Regions from separate parts of the Mus musculus genome. Here region 1 is linked to region 2. A link is a contact called in public HiCAR-type data. All regions are on one chromosome and are shown on one strand. The core of a region is the stretch at or near the end of the contact, and the rest is flanking DNA. Distances in the headings are between cores, read along the strand shown.

Evidence for each region. HiCAR-type assays count read pairs that join an accessible place to other places.
Region 1: a HiCAR-type map of astrocytes shows a contact between it and region 2, with 4 times the contacts expected there. The contact joins two enhancer-like sites. A contact is called at or near these places in 2 of 39 promoter capture datasets (both in liver), 4 of 484 Hi-C or Micro-C datasets (the 3T3-L1 cell line and liver), 3 of 115 datasets of contacts at active chromatin or transcription factors (astrocytes, hepatocytes and large pre-B cells) and 3 of 9 other capture datasets (adipose tissue, liver and pancreatic islet).

What each region holds. Positions count from the first base shown.
Region 1 is chr3:127,128,603-127,134,680 of GRCm38.p6, forward strand. All of the region lies in intron 1 of Ank2 (ankyrin 2, brain), which reads right to left. Among named protein-coding and RNA genes, the nearest start is that of Gm16958, 30 kb to the right of the region's middle. Within about 2 kb of position 1,944, at least 21 of the 459 cell types and tissues checked have an H3K27ac peak or open chromatin away from gene starts, as enhancers often do. A contact at or near this core is called in astrocytes, where this site is marked.
Region 2 is chr3:127,016,703-127,021,926 of GRCm38.p6, forward strand. It overlaps Ank2 (ankyrin 2, brain), which reads right to left. Exons shown (of 48, transcript NM_001327938.1): 15 at 114-311. Among named protein-coding and RNA genes, the nearest start is that of Gm25501, 14 kb to the left of the region's middle. Within about 2 kb of position 2,484, at least 61 of the 459 cell types and tissues checked have an H3K27ac peak or open chromatin away from gene starts, as enhancers often do. A contact at or near this core is called in astrocytes, where this site is marked.

The DNA of each region.
Region 1 (6,078 bases), core at 694-3,193, 110 kb after region 2:
TCTTACAGGGGGAGGTGAGATAAGCATTTCTTGCTTGTTGTCTTTATTCACTGTGTTTTCTCTAGAGGACTCCTGAATATTATCGAAGGCCCATGGTGGAATCCGATGGACTTTTTCTGGGTAGCCAGGAAACTCCTCTCAAGGAGAGTGCCCTCTTGCCCTGCCTTCCTTGAACATTAACTGAATTGACAATTTTGCCTCAGCTCTCAGAGTCCACCACTGTAAAATAATGGCAACAATGGCAAGGTGTTGCAGGACCCAGTAAGACACATCTACAAAACCTAATAGGCTAAGAGGGGCTGGAGTGCTCCCCAAATATTTTTATTAACTTGCTCGTAAAGTGTGAGTACTATCACATTAAATTTTTTTTAATTACCACAAGTCTGTTAAAGAGCAAAGGAAAAAGAAAATTTCACTCAGAATTATAGAACTTAATTTTTCTTCCTTGGTCCTGGAGAGATGGCTCAGCAATTAAAGTCAACTTCTGCTCTTTCAGAGGACCTCAGTTTGGTTTCCACACTAGGCAGCTCACAACCGTAATTCCAACCAAGAGATCAGTTGCCCTCCTCTTTGGGTACTACACCCAAATGCACAATCCCACCCCCACACCCATCACACCCCCCAAAGACATACACATAAATAACAATTGTTGGGTTTTTTTTAAAGTAACATTTTCTTTTATCTCCAAGTTGTAAGGGTTATCACACAAATGAAAAGGGCAATGTAGTTTCTCCATTTAAACTCTCATTTACAAAACCCTCCTAATAAGTTATTTAACATTCTGTGATTTACAGTTCACTGTTCATATATAAGTTTTAGGTTACTTTTATTGAATTTAAAATTCTTTAATAAAGCAAGGGAGATATGAATCAGTCAGTAAAGTTCTTGACTTGCAAGCATGAGTTTCTAAGTTTGACCCACCAGTCTCCCACACACAGCCCACAGAAATTAATAAGTACATAAATAAATAAACATTTTGAAATAGTATAAAATGTCAAGTGCACACATTTGCAATCTCAGTACTGTAAAGGCCAAAAACAAGTGGTTCATGAATCTTACTGGCCAGCCAGCCTAGGGCCTGGCTCAATAGATGACTTCCAGGTCAGGGAGAGATCATGTCTCAAAACAACAAACAAACAAACAAACAAACAAGGAAGGAAGGAAGGAAGGGCTCCTGAGGTGTGACACTTAAAGTTGACCTCTGGATCACATATATATATACACACACACACACACACACACACACACCCTCTCATACATATGAGTGAATAGCTACTCAATAATAAAATGTAGGGGCTGCAGAGATGACTCAGCAACTCAGAGCACTTGCTGTTTGACCTGTGTTGTAGCCCTTGTCCCCACGTGAGGGTTTACAACCCTCTCTATCTCTAGCTCCAGAAGACTTAATACTCTCTCACAGCTTCCTCATGCACCAGACATGCTCCCAGTATACACATACATACATGCAGGCAAAACAACCATTCACATAAAATACATAAATCTCTTTTAAGAATATAAATCTCTTAGAAATCTGCTGAGATTAAAATCGCCTTAACATTTCTTTTGTCAGAATAATGTGACGCTGACCGTCTACCCAAATGTATCCATCTGACTAAACTAATACTTTGTTTAGAGTCTGCATGCAAATTCTCCCAAACAGCATCACGTGAAACCAAGGACAAGTTAATCCAACTGTCTGAATCACTGAACTATGGAAATAAAACTGGTACATTCTGTGCAGGCGCCCAGTTGGCATGCTATTTTCTTCCATGTTTCAGTCCGTTCGATATAATTTATTTGGCTAAAAAAATGAAACTCATAATGATTTTTTTTTGTCAATAGGAAAAGCGCATAACGAATGGATTTCCACCAGAGTCCCTGTATCAGTGGGCGGCTCTGCTTCTCTAATTGAGGTCAGTACAAATGAATTCTACTGTTTGTGCTTTACACACATTCACCAAAGCGAATAACACCGAGCTATTCATGGGCCCACAGCATCAATTAGCCAATTTACTTTTACAACCCTTCCAGCTATTATTTCATTCCAGACTGTTGCCTCTTTGACGTGTGGCATACCAAGGACAGCATTCCTTAACAGACAGTCTAACAACTTACAAAGTTTTCCAAAGGCCACATCACACTGTGCCCCATACAACATGGCCACTCAGCAAATGTCACTAGCTGACATTAAGGAGCCTGTGAAGCAAGAAAGGTAGTGTCCAGAGAAGACCATTTGAATAATTCTAAGTTCCATGAAGGGGAGTTTAAAACGCAGGGCAACCATTGTGCACTTCTTCTTGATGTGAAGGAAAGATACAAACATAGAACACTTACAAACTAGTCTGGCATGGGAGTGTCCTGGGGAGAGCCAGGCAAGGGATTAAACCCAAAACTCAAAATCGGGGCTGGGTCACAGTAGAGTTTTAAAAGTTCTTTTTAAAACCCAATCCTTTTTTTTTTTTCACTTTATTAACCTTTCTGAACTAAGTAAAACAGCTGAAAGAAATAGCCAGAACTCTATTTAATTAAGGTGGCTGTAAAAGCAATAGCAGGTGGCATTGTTCTTGGTTAATGCTTAATGCCCTGAGGACCGACATGACATTCTTAACAGGAGACTGTTAGTGAGAGTCTGACACAAAGCTGCCCAGTTGAGCTCTGTATGCTACACGCCACAGCTGTCTGGTCTTTTCCATCAAAAAGGAAGCTAGAAAATCACAAGCCAAGCAGTTAAATACAGTGTTTGAATATCTGGACAGGATAGGTTAAAACTCTGTACTGTGAGGATTTGTACGTAATCCCTGAAATGTAGCTCATCAATTTATTACTGTTATATATTCAGCCAAGCCTCTCTTGCTCTAAGTTCAACTGAATGACTCTTCCCTGAGACCAACAAATGAAAACTTGTTTTCCTTCCATACTATCCATTCTCAAATTGCTTAGGATTTGCTTTCCTTTGAAGGTTCCTTGGCATTGAGCTGTACACATTTACGGGCTGTGTGTACATGCATGCAGACAGTTGAGAGAGATTTTTTCTGGTACATATTTTGACCTGTGTCACAAAAGGAGGGTATTATTATTATTATTATTATTATTATTATTATTATTTCAATTCATTTGGCACTATCAAAATGTTCTTTTATCTATAAATTCCATGTAATTATACACACCAGTATTTTCATCTAATGATCTCAAAGTATGTTTGTAATTTTGTATGTGGTTGTGTGTGTTTGCACATATGAATGCAGAAGTCAGAGGCTAGTATCATGTATCTTCCTCAATTTCCCTCCACTTTTTTAATATTAAAATTTATTATAAAAAGTTTTGCAACAGGGCAAGCCTCATGTTTAAGAGTAGTTGGCCAACATATAATGGACTTCACATGCTGTGTGTGTGTGAGAGAGAGAGAGAGAGAGAGAGAGAGTTTTGTTTGCATATTTGTTGTGTTGTTTTCTGTTGCTTGGGTATTACTTTCTCGGTTTAGAGACTTTTCTTGTTATTTTTGGGTTTTTGTATGTTCAGAAAGAACCTAAAATTGGGTAGGTATGGAGTGGGAAAGATCTGGAAGGACTTGAGGAAGAGGAAGAATATGATCAAAATATATTTCAATCAAAAATTGGTTTTAAATGATAAAAATATAATTAAAACATTGCAGATAAACAAACTTCATACACTGAAATTAATCAGATCCTATGTCTGTACATCCCAATGAGCTTCTATAATTTGACTAGCAATTGCGAACTGTGAAGCTTCACAATAGACCTTACATGGTCACTGTCAAATATATTTCAATGTACCTATCCACCACCGAAACAAACAAACAAACAAACGAAACAGAACAGAACAGAACAGAACAAAACAAACAAGCAAAAAACAAATCCATGATAGAGTTGAAACTAGAAAATCAATGAGCTCCATAAAGCTAATTGGTTAGGGTTTTGTTTTTCTTTGTTTAAACAGTGTTTCTCACTGAACCTAGACCTCACTGGTTAACTACATTGGCTGGCCAGTCAGCAGTCTCCACAGCTTTCCCAACTCTTTACATGGGAATTGGGAGTCTAAACTTGGGTCTTCATGCTTATACAGCAGGCTCTTTACCAACTGAAGCTGACACCTCAGCCTTGGTTTCTACATATGTTAAGATAATAATTTCCCAACAAAAAACACACAAACAGACATTTGAAATCAAACGGTTGATACAAACATTTGAAATATACAGCATGCCAGACCAGGGACATAAAAGTGTTTCTCTACTGTGTACAAGGTCCTAGGCTCAAACCCTAGTACAGTAAAACAAGCATGCAATCAAAAAATAAAGAATCACAGACTATATACAGCTGCCAGGCTTTAGCCAATCAAGAAACCTTCAAGTTCAAGATAAATGTCCAATCTTGTGCACTCTGGATACTATGGGAGTATCCACAGAACATTCTCTAGTTTACTGTGATGATGGTCCCACTTTCCCTCATTCTGTGTAATACACTGAGCCAAGTGAGCCTCCCCCCACCCCCCACGCCCTGGCCCCCGCCCCGCAATCCTCACTTACTTCCGTGAAAGGTTGTAAATATGCTGTCTTCTATTTTAAATTGTATGCTGAGCAGGCACTTAACTTAGTAAGAAGAAGTAGTATTAAGACATTGCACTGATACACTAAACTCAATTTATTTCAAACATAGAGGACAAAAAGAAACTAAACTTCATAGTTCAACCAATAATTCATTTAGCCAGTGTTTCAAGGACTCTTTAAAACAAATGCACTTGTGACTTTTAAGGTATAAAGAAGTATTTCTAGTCCTTATGTATTATTCATTGCAGTATAAATATCCTGATTACATATTGTTTGCTCTCCCTGGAGAAAGCCAGACTTATTTTAAGTTTTCAATTACTTTTGAGATGGAATCACTTTACAGGCAATCAGAAACTCTGGGAATATGAGTATGAGACATGAAATATTATAAAATCAATACTGTCAATTTATTCTTGTAAAAATTATTGCCAGTGAGGCCTTCTGGCCTCTGAGCTAAGATGTTGCTGGGTATATGCTGCAAGTGGATCTATTTTGAACTTTAGTGTTCCCATCTGTATAATAATGAGCTGTAATAAAAAAGACTCATGTTAATGTTTGTAAGTGTTTAATCTTTAGAGTCAGACATTTATAAATCATGCTAATAGGTCAGCTTATAGAATATCTTCTGTAGAGGAAGAGGACGGAGGGAGAAACGGGAAGGGGAGGCGAGACAGGGAATAAAGAAGATGTAAGAAAATGAAGAGCTAGTCCGGAAAGTTGGGGTGTTTGTTGTTTAAGAGCATTAAGGAATATTTTTAATGCTTTTCCGTTCTACTGAGTTTTTAGCGGAGTAGACATACTCAGTGCTTTGGTAGATCAGTAGAGAGCCTCTTCCCTAAGCCAGTGTCCTGAACACACCGGCTCCTGGCACAGCCTTCTCCAGCTGGGAAGAGAGCACAGCATCCATCTTGCCATCTGAACTGGGTACCTGGATGCCTGGATGCTCCCTTTTCCATATGTATTCCCACAGAGTTTTTCTCACTCTTATCCCCTTGCTACTATTTTAGGTCAATAAACTGCCTTACAGAATTGCTGAGACCGCCAATGAGACCATTCCCTGCTGGAGCCTTGCTGTATTTCAATCCATTCCCCTACACAGTATCCATAGAGACCGTCTAAGTCTCAGCAGTATGCTGAACACTCCCAAACCCTCATGACAAAAAACAAAAAACAAAAAAGACCCCCAAAACAAAAACTCTCATGTAGTACAGATCTGATTCCCAATAAACATGTTGTTTGGTTCCCCTAACCTCTGTCTTTTCTTCTGGACAATTGCTTATCAGGTGTTTATTAAGTCAACCCTCCATCTGCTCCCTCCCTTTCTCTGTCAGGAGTCGTAAGACTTCTCTTTGAAGCCCTGCCTAGTCAAGGTTAGGGGTCAACAGTTAGCATAGGGAAATCATGGTGACTGTTAACCCATACGGACTTGTAACATGCAGACATCATATTTTATCAGGCCTGTTTGTCCCTAGTGCTTGTGGCATTGTCTCTACGTAGCAGGCGTGCACAGACAA
Region 2 (5,224 bases), core at 1,234-3,733:
AAAATACTCAGAGACAGAAACAAGCCAGAGGCCTGCCAGAGATTTTTCCCCTCCTGAGACTCTTCAGGAGCTGAATGAAGCCTTGGTTCCTCTTAGTCACCCCCACCCCTTACCTTGGTCGCTAAGGAATGGGCTGCTCCCGCTTCCAGCAGGACAGAGGCCACGTCTACCTGTCCTTCCCGAGCAGAGATGTGTAGTGGTGTGTACCCATTTGTAGTGGCTGCATCGGGGTGAGCCATATGCTGTAGAAGCAGCTGGACAATTTCCGTCTTCCCCAGCCTGGAGGCAATGTGTAAAGGTGTCTGCTCCTCCTACAAGGCAAGGCAAGAAGGAATCAGTTAGGTCCCGGCAAACCCAACCTTATTAGCAGTGCAGGCCTCTCAAACACTTCACGGTGCCTTCCTCTAGGAAGATATCTTCATGTACGAAGAGGCAGTAGTAATCTCTTCTCAAAAAATAATTGTTATTACCCTGTCATGGCTTTATTTGTATTTGTTATAGAAGTGATCTATTTGACCACAAAAAAAACTCTCTTAAATTTTTAAAAAGATTTTATGTGTTCAGTTATATGTATGGAAATGCACCATGAATGTATAGTTCCCACAGAAGGCAGAAGAGGCATCCGATCGTCTGGAACTAGAGTTTTAGACAGTCTGTGAGCCATTATAACGGTGTGGAAATCAAACCCAAATCTTCTGCAAAAACAGAAGGTGCTTTTAACCACTAAGCCCCTTCCTTAGATTTTCAAAAAGTATGTATGTGCATTCATAAACTTGGTAACTGTTTGATGAATACCCCAAAACTATCTTTTCATTCTTTCTGTCTTCAACTCTATGCTTACTTACAGGCAAACTCATGATTTTGAAGGAGAAAAGAAATCAAGTCCAGAATCCCTAAGACCTAGATTTTCCTCCAAGAGCTTTCAACAAGAGGCAAAATTTATTCTGGGAACTGAATCAAGAGAAAAGACCCAAGGAAGCTGGAAATGCTCTTTCTACTTCCCTCCTGAGCCAAGGACACAACGGATGGCCATTTTGTTCTCGGAGAGCTGTGGATAAAGACTACATTGTAAAATGATTTAAAGAGATGCTGTTCCAGGAAGCATTGCAGATGCTCTTGCAACGCACATCTAGGACTTCAAACATGAAATGGAACTCTGCAACAAAAAAAAAAAAAAGAGTAAACTCTCTGCCAAGTGTTTTTGCTCTAAAAACAGAGAGGATGGAGCTGAGGAGAATGGGCAGGAAGGACATATTCGGCAAGGCTCATGAGATCACCTGACTCTAACGTGTACTCGAGGTTAAAAGAACTGAAAAAAAAGAAAGAAAGAAACTACTGTCACTTATAAAAATAAAATTGAGTGTGCCCCTCAGAATGCAAAGGGGTGTGTCTTTATAATATTTTCCAGGGGGAGTCACCATAAAAGAGGTTTTAGAAAACCCATAGGAAGAGGTGAAATAGCATCATATGAATTCAAGATAGGAGGAAATTAATAAGTAATAGCAACACAATTATTTTACCAATGGAATTGGAATTTTATAAAAAACCCTACAACTTACAAATTTCTTTCACGCATGGTGCATGTATGATTCGCCCCATAATAGATATCAAAAGAAAACATAACATGTATTGCTGAGCAGTTTTTCTAGAACAAGTGACTAAGAGAGCAGTGAGGTCTCAAAGACTGCCCAGGGTCATTCAAGCGACTCAGACACCAAAGACAGATGCAGGAAGATGGCCAGGAAGAAAATCAGGATAAGATGATTTTTGACAGGGAAGATCAGAGGAAGAGTAAGGGATGAGCAAAGCAATTGGAGTGAACTCAGGACCAGAAGAAGAGCTTCCGTGACTGTCTGCTGCTGGGTTCTCCTCTTAACTTTTGCCAGCAGAACCCAGTGGGGAGACGAGAAAAATCAATACATTCAAATGGAGACTAACAACTTTTTTAGAGTATTAGTTTTGTTTTATGTGTGGGAGTCAATTATAGATTTTTACAGAGTAGGGAGGGGACTGCAGAGATGGTGATCTTTGGATTTCCAGTCAACTGACAATTTGTAACTGGTAGTAAACTGGTTAAGTTATTATCTACAGTTCCCTGGTTCTCAGACCCCAGAGCAGTAAAGTACTTGTTTGTTTGTTTGTTTGTTTGTTTGTTTGACTAAAAGCTAGTCAATGTCTTACCTACTTTTAAAATACTTTCGTATATTTTCATCTGAAAATGGAAAAAGAAATAACATAAATTTCACTAAGAAAATCCTTTAAACAGGTACATAAAGTCTTTTCAGTTTGAACAATTATTTCTTTGCTGAACTGTAAAGCTTGTATCTGTTGCCCCAGGATAGAGTTAATTGAAACCAAGGCAAAACCAAAACAAAACATGAGAACATGCAGCAGACTTAGAAGAATGGACAAAGTGATGGAGGAGTCCTTGTCCCCTGACCCTTTCCAAAATAAGGCCTTCTCACCGGGTGCAAGAGCCTGGGACACAGCCTAGACAGGAAGCAGGTGCTCCCAGCCTCGTTACAGAAGCCTGCTGTTTCTCTTGCTCCTAGGCAACCAAAATTAAGAAAGACTTGCTGAGCCCAAACTTTTTATAAAAAGACGGAAAGAACAGCAGCTGGGCCAAGGTTTAAAAGTTTGATGTGACTCCTGCTACTAATGTTCCCCAGAACCATGTCTGCTGGCAGCCGAGAAAAAGTTTAGCAGTTAAGTTTCAAGTTAGCTGAAGCCCAAGGATCCTGTCATTGCTCAACTCGAAAAACAAAGGCCAGACCCACGATTGGGCCAACAGAACAAGCCCCTAACCAAAAGGGATCCCAGAGGGAAGACCTTGGTGGATTTCTGACTTAAATCCACTGAGGACAATGGACAAATAGGGACTTCCTGATGGAAGGGCCAAAACTCACCAAGGGACAAATGCAGAGTGCCTCCATAGCCCTGCTTTCCAATCTGTCTGGAAAAATATGCCTTAGCCCCTGGAGTGGCTGCCTTTACTTTTGTTCTTTGGGGTGGTTGGTGCTGCGTACTAACTTGCTGTCTGCATGGACCCCATGGGTGCTCTAGCAGTGAGCTCCAGTTCAGCACGTTTGCACTTTTAAAATGAATAATATTAATGTGATTATATGCATTTCTTCTTCATACATACAGATAGATAGATATTGATATAGATATATAGGAAGTAGAGAAAACATGACTAAGCCCCTGCTTATATGGTGATGACATATTACTTCAGGAATGTATGAAGTAAACTAAAGACTACCACAGTTCTTGAGCACGAGCCCAGTGTAATAAATGAGCAGAATTTTAAGCTATTTCCTCTTCAGGGGTTGGGGGATAAGTACCAGAATAATGGTATTAGATTAAGAAAAGAAAATTCTTAATTTCCTAAGTGTGTATGTGTCTGGGAAGTAGAAAGGCGATACTTGCTTATTTTTCTGCCTGATGCCTGCTCATTATCTTTTGAGAGCTATCCTTCATCCTTTGGAGGAAGTGGACATCTCATAGTCCTTGTGGCTCTCTACAAGATGGCATTCATTTGCATTCCAGCCTCTAAATAGGCTGCATCATAATCAGGGCCCAGGGTTGAACCTAGGATCTGGAGGAGAATACGACTAGAAACTTCTCTTTTTCTTAGGGTGAAGATAGAAGGAGAACTTGAAAACAGGAACAGCTTTACACTTAAGATAAGGACAGCTTGCTGACTTCCTTCTGCAAGCCACATCCCAGTCAGAAGGACTTTACTGGGGAGGTATTATTGGCTTCTGGCAGAGCCAGTTAGAAGAAAAAAAAAAAAAAAACAACTCAAGGCCATGGGAGAAATCCTTTTTACTCAAATCTGAGACCACAGTTCATCAGTGAAATCTTGAATTTTAGGACCCTAAGTCAACCTCCCACCCAAGGCTGTACAGCCCATAAAATAACTTATGTGAAAATGTTTTATGAATTATGTAGCATCCAACTAATGTTGATGAAAACACAAAGTTCTAGGAAAACATTAAAGGACTCAGCTAAACAAAAGCCAAAACTTCATGGCCTGAATGTAAACTGATACCATGTTCTAAAAGGGAAATCCTGGGTCCTAACCTGTCATCAGCATCACAAGAGTCGATTCTGGGGTGGGATCATGGGCACCGCCTAGATCCTTGTTTAAACTGCAGAAAAAAAATGTTCCAGCCTGCAGTGAAGAGGGCACCTGGGTGGCTGATAAACAAAGTGGCATTTGGGAAGCACTGCTCTGCAATATATGGACCCTGTTCGTAATAGAGGGATGGCTAGACTAAGGGAGTTCAAGTGCATGGCAAAGCTGAAAAGAAAGAGACATAATAGCACGTGAAACTCAAATTGAAAAACAGAAAGAAGCCTATGTTTCTTTATGAAGAAGAATAAGTGTGATTGCAAAGGAGGAAAAAGCAGAGTCTCCATGCTACAGACATAAACAATGTCGGGACACCACAGTCTCTCAAAGGAAAGAGGCTCCAACTAGCCATGTAAGGAGCTTCAGAAAATGTCCAAAGATGGCGACCTCTTCACTAGTTAGCTTCAGCTGTCAACTCGACCCAGCCCAGAGTTACCTGAGGGAGTCTCAGTTGGAGGATAGCCTGGATCACATGAATTGGTTGGCCATAAAACAGTTCCTTTCAGTGCTGGAGTTTGAATCCAGGGCTTTGAGAATGCTGGGCAAAGAACTTTGCCACTTGGCTGCATTCTCACTGACCTCAATAGAGCTGTTTCTTAAATAGTGAATTATAGGCACGCTTAAATGGAGACAAGAAAAAGACTTGTCATAGAAAAAAAAAAATACAGTTGAATAACAAAATCTCCAAACAAGGAAAAACATGATATATGCATGATTCTTTTTTAAGATTTTTTTATTTGACATGTATAAATGTTCTGTCTGCATGCATGTATGTATGGTTTGTATGTGTACATATTCGTGGAAGTCAGAACGAGAAACGGAGTTACAGGACATTGTGAGTCAACATATGGGTGCTGGGAATTGAACTCCTGTCCTCTGCAAGGGCAATGTTCTGAGCAACTGAGCCATCTCCCCACCCACAATGGTGATTTTATTAACGACATAAATTGCATGGCTTCTGAGAAGGATAGAAAGGCAGATGAGATCTAACACAAAAGTCATACCAAGGCTACCTGTATTCTATGGATTCCTCCATGTCTGTGGAGATCATCATTAAAAAGTGTCTGGTAACTCTGCCAAGTCAGACAC